Regions from separate parts of the Mus musculus genome. Here region 1 is linked to region 2. Evidence: chromatin contacts called from public promoter capture Hi-C data. All regions are on one chromosome and are shown on one strand. The core of a region is the stretch at or near the end of the contact, and the rest is flanking DNA. Distances in the headings are between cores, read along the strand shown. Region 1 overlaps Cyth1 (cytohesin 1). Region 2 holds the start of Tmem235 (transmembrane protein 235).

The links. Promoter capture Hi-C pulls out the DNA fragments that hold promoters and counts their contacts.
Region 1: a contact with region 2 is called in a promoter capture Hi-C map of 3T3-L1-derived adipocytes, with 5 times the contacts expected there. The contact joins the enhancer-like site here to the promoter of Tmem235 in region 2. A contact is called at or near these places in 26 of 39 promoter capture datasets (the 3T3-L1 cell line, 3T3-L1-derived adipocytes, the C10 cell line and 14 more), 3 of 15 datasets of contacts at CTCF or cohesin (large pre-B cells, pro-B cells and stem cell-derived epiblast-like cells), 57 of 484 Hi-C or Micro-C datasets (B cells, the Ba/F3 cell line, the C2C12 cell line and 31 more), 22 of 115 datasets of contacts at active chromatin or transcription factors (the HPC-7 cell line, the SCID.adh cell line, T-cell acute lymphoblastic leukemia and 17 more) and 4 of 9 other capture datasets (adipose tissue, embryonic trunk, liver and 1 more).

Annotation. Positions count from the first base shown.
Region 1 is chr11:118,205,849-118,210,239 of GRCm38.p6, reverse strand. The region is part of intron 1 of Cyth1 (cytohesin 1); the gene reads left to right. Among named protein-coding and RNA genes, the nearest start is that of Cyth1, 41 kb to the left of the region's middle. Within about 2 kb of position 1,344, at least 75 of the 459 cell types and tissues checked have an H3K27ac peak or open chromatin away from gene starts, as enhancers often do. A contact at or near this core is called in 3T3-L1-derived adipocytes, CD8 T cells, the N1E-115 cell line and 7 more, where this site is marked.
Region 2 is chr11:117,858,060-117,862,123 of GRCm38.p6, reverse strand. It overlaps Tmem235 (transmembrane protein 235), which reads right to left and starts at 1,372. Exons shown (of 4, transcript NM_001085535.1): 1 at 1,198-1,372. The coding sequence starts at 1,372.

The DNA of each region.
Region 1 (4,391 bases), core at 95-2,594, 350 kb before region 2:
GGTCAGGGACCAGGAGTGTGAACCTGGCTGTGGGCGTTGGACCTGTGCCTCATTCATGAACTCTGAGGAGCAGTTTACCAGCAGGGAGCAGTTCAGTCCTGAGCTGTCAAGTTTTTTTTTTTTTTTTTTTAAGTTTCAAAAATATCTGAAGCTATAAAAGGTACTCCAAGGGTATATAAAATCGTATTTATAGGAAAGCACACCAAGTAGAGTTGCATATAGCATCTCCCCAGTGGAACACTAGGCTAAACAGTTCACCTTAATGTTAACGTGGCCTCTGTCCTGGCCCTGCTCAGTTGCTTGCTGCATCTCCGGTGACCTGTTTCCTGGCTTTGGACAAGCAACTTGCTATGTGTTATAAGGAAGACTTCAGGTGCTGGTGCTGTGGACAAATACCTCAGATACTTCTCAGAGTGGCATGTGCGTCCATCTGATGGAACATGTTTGACTTTGTACAAAGCACGCATCAAAGCGTGAAGCTCATGCCAACCATCTACAGTGGCAGTGTTGAAGGGCTTTGCTGTGGTTTGAGCTTCACAGACCTCCCTGCTGAGCACAGCAGGGTCGACAGCACACAGCAGCCATGCACATTTTTCTTCTTAGTGAAGACACCAGTAGAAGCAAGGCCTCCGACCCTGTCTCTGAAGACAGTCAGCCTGGCCCACTGCCTGAGGCTGTCTGCCACCTGCCACCCTTCTTTGGGTGGGGTATGAAAGCCAGGCTAGCTGCAGATGCCCAGGACCCACAGGCCAGTTAGAAAGGAGACTTGGGAGGCAGAGAGTGGAATTAGATTCTAAGAGTCCAGAATTGTGGGAAGAAAGGCAGGCTTGGGTCTGGGGTATCAGGAGCCCTGTTAGCTTGCAGAGTGGTCAGCAAGGACGAAGCTGAAAACTGCAGACGAGTGATCAGGGTAGCTTGGAGGCAGTATGTATGCTCCAGTGTTCAGCCAATGTTCACATGGTTCACAAAACTTGCTGAAATGGGGAGGGAGGCTGCGTACAATTTGCTGTTGGCTACATCAGAAAAGGAGAGTTAGACCTGGAGATATCTGGGCATTTCCACCTTTCATTTTCCCTCTGGACCATGCCAATCTTCCAAAGGCACCTTTACTGAACACAGTGTTCTGGTGTCTGCTCTCCCATCTGTTTCCGGCTCAGCTCTGCTTTCCTCTTAGAATGACTCTAGTGAATGTTGCTTCTGCCCGACTGCCGGGGTCTGCAGCCTCCAGGAGTTTGTGTGATTCCAGCACAGAGCCAGGAATCAGTAGCAGCTTTACAGTCAGTTGTCTGGATCCAGGAAGAGCCTTTGCAGCTACCCAGCCAATCCCTGCTCAGCTCTACAACAGCCATTGCCACGCCCCTAGCCCTAAGAGCGGGTCTCTAATCATTGAGCACCTCACAGCCTAAGTTAACCTAAGCTGGCCTGCTGCTGCTGCTGCTGCTGCGACCCTCTCCTGGCCGTGGAGGTGGTTATCAGCTACCTCTTTGTTTCTCTGCCTATGTATGGCAGGGAGTTATGGGGGCAGGAAATCAAGTCCTGCTACCCTGCAGGTGGGCTGGTGTGGAATGACCCACCCAGCACATTCCTTCCTTTCCTGGGAAAACAAGGAAGTCATATTTTGCCTTAGCCCTGTTTTCTTCACACTTTACAGAGGACTCATGGAAGCTCAACTTACAACCTCAGAGAGAGCTGTAAGTTTCTCTCCAGAGTCAGTGGCTGCTCTGACCCCCTTCTTCTTGGTGCTTGAGCCTGTTTCTCTTTCTTCCTCTGAATCAGGATTCTAAGCAGTGTGTCCATATGAAAAGCCACCGGTGCCACCACAGCAGTGTCACCAAGCAGGAGTTTCCCTAATCATGAACAGTGCTCAAGAATGTCTCTAACACAGAAGAAGGGCTCAGACTCTGGGCAAACGAGCTGGTGGCGTTTCTGCATTTTTTCCTGAGAAACCCCAGCAGGGAAGATTGCATTTCCTGTGGATCCAACTTATAGAGCAGTAGGAAGGGAGGAGTTGTAGCATGCCCCTTCCCCATGAGCCCCTTTAAATGGTGGCTGCTGATGGTGGGAGCCTCACATGTGTACACCAAGCACACACAGTGCATAAGGAGGAATGTGACAGCGCTGCCTGGTGCCATCGTGTCTCCCTGCTGGCCTCTACAGAGCACCTCACTCTCTAGTCACCATGTTCAGTACCAAAAGACTTTCAATTTTTACAATTTTGATGCTGTAGCCATTGGGAGAATTTTTACACACAAATTAAGAATCCAAATTTTCTTCAAGAAGCAGACTCAGATTTTCTGATGGAAAGACCTGTGTTTGACATGGTAGAGAAAGCTTCTGGGAGCGTGTGTGGGAAGGCAAGCCGTTGGTGCTTTTGTTCCCACTTGTAGGGTAATTGAGCTTGAGCGGTCCTTTTGTGTTTGGTTTATTGTGCTCCTACTTGAATCTGCCTTTTATATCTACCTTGGGTCTCAGAGCCACAAGACCTTGCTTCTTCCTGTCCCTCCATCCCCCATCCCAGTTCTCTTGGGCCTCTCTTGCTACATGCAGTTCCTTTCCTGCCAAGCTGCCTCCTCTGCATTGTGCAGGAGGTAGGGCCCATCTAAGAGTTGCCTGAGACCTTTGCTGAGTAGGGTAGAGGTAGAACATGCCCCCTTCACTCACCTCTACCCTGCAGTAGAAGCCAGAGGCCTGGGCCTCTGTGGGTAGCCCCAGTCTTGGCCTACTGTGAAACAGCAGTGACTGCCACAGGGCCAGAAGTTGAACTGCTCTGGACTCCACCCAGTGGCTTCAGTTGTTCCTGGGCTCTTTTCAGATTTCAGTGTTGCCACTGGGACTAAGGACAACTCTACGGAGTGGCTGTCTGGCACTCTACTGGGATGTACTACTTAGTTTTTGTCACCTTGACACAAGCTAGCTCATCAGGGAATAAAGAACCTCAACTGAGAAAGACTGGCTGATAGGCAAGTCTGTGGGACATTTTCTTGATTAATGATAGATGGTGGGAGGGCCCATGAGGGTGGTGCCATCCCTGCACATGTGGCTCTGGGGTATATAAGAAAGTAAACTCTGCACCCCTGGCAGCAAACTAGTAAGCACCATTTCCTCCATGGCCTGTGCATCCTGCCTTAAGTTCCTGATGGGCTTCCCTTCAAGATAGACTATAAACTACAGGTTGAAATAAACCTCTTTCTCCCTGAGTTACTTTTGCTCATGGTGTTTATCACAGCAATAGAAACCTAACTAAGACACGTGAGGTAGAAAAAGCCCCTCTCAGCTTTCAGACCCTTATTGAGCAAGAATAGATGGCAGTTGGTGGCTTCTTTGAAAAAGCCTCTCCAAGCCTGGAAAGATGGCTCAGCTGTTAGGAGCACTGACTGCTCTTCCAGAGGTCCTGAGTTCAATTCCCAGCAACCACATGGTGGCTCACAACTACCTTGGATCTGACGCCCTCTTTTGGTGTGTCTGAAGACAGCTACAGTGTACTCATGCATATAAAACAAATAAACCTAAAAAACAGAAGAAAAGAACAAGCACCTCATTGTTTCTGTTTTACTAAAGCATTACAAGGCATTTTATGTATAAAGAATTTCAGAATCTCCAGTACCAGGAGATGAGGGTCATGACTGGGTAGAGACTTTGTGTCCCTTGTGGCTCTGTAGTGCCTTGTGTGTAGAGAGAGCCTGAGGGTTCCACCGTGGTATTTAGATCTGTGCCTTCCCGTCAGAAGTTACCACATAAATCAAGATGGCACCCATTCACCTTGCACTTTTTTTTTTTTTTTTTTTTTTTTTTGGAGGCCATCCAAGCTATTTACATCCAAGCTAAGTTCCTCCCCTCCAATGTTTATTAGGTATAAAGAGGGAGAAGCTACTTACAAACCTGACCCCTGACCCTGGGTGATGGCTGCTGCTAAGCCCAGAGCTCACTCTTGTCCAAGGCTTCTCTGCTCCAGCAGACCGTGTGCCTGACAGGAGAGAGGGATGGGGTTAGCAGGTGAGTTTGGAGTGTTAGTATTCACTTCACTGGAGTTTTAACATCAGTCCCTGTCCTCCACTCCTCAAACTGGAAGGCCTGCAGGCCCTTCCCGTAGGCACCTCCTTGCTGCTTTTTCTTTTCTAGAGTGTTTCTCTCTTTATCTCAGCTCAGCAACAGTGGAACCAACTGTTTGAGTCAGAGTCAAAGACACCAGCTCCACTTCATCTTGCCCTCCAGACTTTTCCCATTTGGGCCACTCTTCTGCCTTTGTTCTCCCCTCCCAGCTGGGGCATTCCTTCCTTCCTGGTGACTCCTACAGCTCAAAATCAATCTTGGCTCTTGTGTAGACTCAGTTTAGACGAATGTGTGCCACTGTTGTCTGTCGTCCGGCCCATCGCCCTTCCTAGTGCACTGTG
Region 2 (4,064 bases), core at 123-2,622:
GACTAGACCTCTTATTTAGTTAAGGGTCACAGAAGGTCATACCTACTGGGAAGTGAGTGTAAAAATTCAAACATTCAGAAATGCCCAGATTGGGTCACCAAAAGAGGAGATGCCACATCCTGGAGCATTCCTGACTCGTGTTATCAGGGCTCTCTGGTCCTTACACATGACCACACACTCATAAGCACCTACATACACTGCTGAGCACACAGGGAAGCACCCACACATGCACGTATGCTGAGCGCGCGCACACACACACACACACACACACACACACACACCTACATCTACACATATGCCGAGGACACACAGATAAGGAGGTTTGCCAGGTAAATGAACAGTTTGATCATTCGTCCCAAGCACACAGAGGAAGCAACCATCACGCATCTGCTTACACATACAAGTCTGCTCACAGCTGTGCGCAGTCACACACACACACACATACACACACTCATACACACAATCATATTTATTTTTGCCTCTCATAGTCACACAACTTATATTTCCTCACACACACAGTACCATGTGTTCATACACAGCCACTGTCATATTCTTGACACCCTTTGGCAAGGGCAGCATCAGGCTGAGGTTGGTGAGAATGGGGGCTTGAGGGGCACTGGGGAGCCTCACATAGGAGACACCAGCCCCTGGTCACTTGGCTGAAGGGCCCTAGACATCCACACCTATGCTTCCTGCCCCTCCTCGGCCCCATGGCCCCTCCTCTAGGAAGGAGTCAGGACTTCCGTGGTCCCTGGGCAACAGCCCTGTGGAAGAGCAGAAAGCGCAGGAAGCTGCGACTGAGCCCTGGTGACTGGGACCCAGCCACCGGTGCTCTTCTTCCTCTGACCTCCATGGGGGCACCTAGTCCTAGAAAGGCTAAGGAGGTGCAATCAAGTTACTCAGAAGCAAGGAGCAGGTTCATGGCCCACCCACCTGACCTGTCATCTCTCAATGGCACCCCTACTCTTCCCAGCCAGGCCTTAGAGAGAAGCTCTTCAGAATGTAAGGAAGCATGGTTTCAGCCCCCTCTGCTTCCCAGCTATGGCCACGATGGCAGCAGCCTGTCCCTGAGCGGGGACCTTCTTTCTCACACTCCTCCGCATCCCAGCAATGGAACTGATAGGGACGGGGTTAGGGGGATAGGAATAAAGGAGGTGGAAGGAGAGTGGGACCAAGGAGTCTCTGTGTGTAGCTCACCTTCACAGGTGCGCCAGAGCCCGGAATGCGAGAAGAGCTGCACGCCACCGAGGCCGCCAGCGTCCGCCACCTCCAGGATGTACCAGTAGTCGCTGGCGACAGCCGCTGCCAGCAGCGCGAAGCTGAGTAAGGCGCCCAGGGCTGCGCTCAGGAGCAAGGTGGCTAGCAGGGCCATGTGAGTTAGAGCCAGACAGCAGCGCACGGGACGCAGGGCCGAGTGGGAAGAGGAGCTAGGGACTGGCTGCACAGAGTGGCAGGGAGGTGAAGACAAGAACTGTCGGCTGGGGACAGTCGGGGTTCGGGACAGAAATGAAGCAGGCTAGTGAAGGTTTAGGCGGTGGGAGGGGAGGGAGCATCAGCAGGAGAGGGCATGGGAGGGGTGTTGCAGAGCAGGCTGGCTGGAAGCAGAGGTAGATAGAAGGCAGGGGCGGGGGAGAGACAACGTCATAGGTGCTTCTGCGACCACTGCATTTCTGCCACCGCAGGAGTGGTCAAGTTTTCTAGGAAATGGATCACTTTTCTGTGCTGGCCAGGCAGTAAGGGAAGAGAGGGGGGAATCTCAGGTCGTAGCAGAGCTGGAGACAATAAATTTGGGCTCAAATTCCAATGATGTCACAAACTAGGCACAGTGCTGTGTGATGTTTGGGAAGAGGATCGGAGGTGAGTCTAAGATGGCCCCACCCCCAAGATGTGCAGGAGCAGTCAGCAGCTGGACCACTGCAGCAATAGCTCCTAGAACGGAGGTTTGTGGAGAGGGAAGGGTGGTAGACAGACCCAGCTGGGCACATTTAGGGAAGACTTGGGTTGTGACACATCTCAGTGTGGGGTCCTGGTTTCCATTAGTCCCGAGGACCAGTGGAATAAGCTTCCTGCAGCAGGGAGAAAAAAGCATTGCTTTTTTTCTAACTCACTTTCAGAGCACACATACAGACCCCTGCCCCCCAAGGACAGGAGTCAGATGCTAATGGCAGGAGAGGCAAGGGAGCAGGGAAGAGGCCTCTCCCAGGAAGAATCAGGCAATGGGAAGCAAGGTGAGCTGGGTTACATTTTGGAGAATGGGGGGACCTCTAAATCACCGCCCCTGGGGAGGACAGAGCCCAAAGAGGAGGGCCAGAGGTGGTCTTTCTAGGACACCAGAGCTTTGACACTCAGGTCAACCACCCCCTTTCTTGGATTATTTGGGTCTCTCCATAATATATGTTTTCTCTCTGCTAAGCTCTTGGCTTGAGGAATATGGTTCAGAGATAAAAGCAATTTTAGCAAAGTTATTAAAACGATATTTCAAGTGGAATTCAGCCATTGAAACAAGAATTGATGCAAGCACAGAATTCTTCCAGCACGCTGCAAGCTGCTCCCTTCACATGCACACCAAGCTCTCCCCAGCCACATCTGCTCTGTGACAACCTCTCCGCTGGCATTGTCCCACAGACACCCCTGCTCTGGAAGCAGGTGGTAGCCCTATGATCTGGTGCTTAGAGAGGCAGCCCTCCCAAGGCAGGAGGAGAGGGAGAAGGGAGGCTCTTATCCCAAACCGATTACGGCTGAGGAGTAATCATGAATCACGTAGACTTGAGGTCACCTAGCAGCCACCCCAGTCAACATGACAACAATCAGTCTTGCTTTCAGTCAAAGGCTTCTTGCATAGAAATCTGAATTGACAGGCTGGTCTGGCCCCATCCCTCTCTCACTGAGTCACTGAGCCCCCCCCCCCCCAATCCCTGTCCTTGAGCAGGTTTGTAAAGGTTCCTGTTCTTGGTGCAGCTCAAGCGGGTCTAGTGCGGCAGCTGTCAAGGTAGGTGACAGCCATGCCCGAGGCCACTGCTACCCCAGAGTTAGGGGCAGGTGTGGGGGTGGAGGTGTGTGATGTTTGGGAAGAGGATGGGAGGTGAAAGCAAGATGCGGCTGCCTTCACAGCACTGATTCCCTGAAGCTGAAGGGCTGGACGATGGCCTGCTGAGCAGTCCATTCCCACTTCATTTTCAACCCTGGGTTCTGTGCAGCAGAGCCACTGATGACATTGTCCTCTAGGAGGCAGGTGCTGGTCCCTGAGGGGCTGCCCTAATGAATTCAGCCAGTGACATGGTGCCGTCTGAAGAGGAGCTACTCTAGAACTACATGTTGTCTCAGTGTGTAAGCTGTACTAGGCTGTGTGCTGGCCTCTGCCTCCTGCAGGGACTCTTCAAAGACAGCATAACCCATCAGTACAGACGCCAAAGACAGGGGTGGGCTCCTGGAGGAAGATGGTCCAATCCTGAGTGACAGAGATAGGTCTGCACCCAAGCCTCTGTCTTTAACTAGGTCACATTTGCTGGAAAGATTCTGTCTCTAGTGCCAGCCATGTGTCCTGCCCCAGGCTAACTCTGGCTATGGCCTCCAGCCCGAGACTGGGGAAGCAGCTGCAACTGTGAGCTAAATTACCCTTCAGCCAATGGCCATCAACTATCTGCCAGCTAACTTTACCGAGCATGGTGAGCATCCTCCCACAGAAGATGGACCTCACACAAATTACTGCCCAACAGGCCCATTCATCCACCCAGCATGCAGGATGAAAAAAAAAAAAAATCTAAAAGGTTCTCCAGAGTTGGAGAGCATAGGCTAGAAACACAGCTTTTCATCTTGCTTGGATGAAACAAGGCTGCAGCCAAGGCTCTGTTTATACACACTGAGGAAGCACTGGATAGCTACTAGATGTGACCATGGCAGTAACTGGACTGACAGATAGTATCAAACCAAGTGGAACCCACAAATCTGTGAGTCCACTGGCAGAGCTGGCCACCCCTGCCACCAGCTAGGGCTTTGCAGTGGGAAGGTGTTCTCATCGCTGTGGGAAGCCACATGTGCCGTTGCAGAGTGGCGCTGGCTACTGC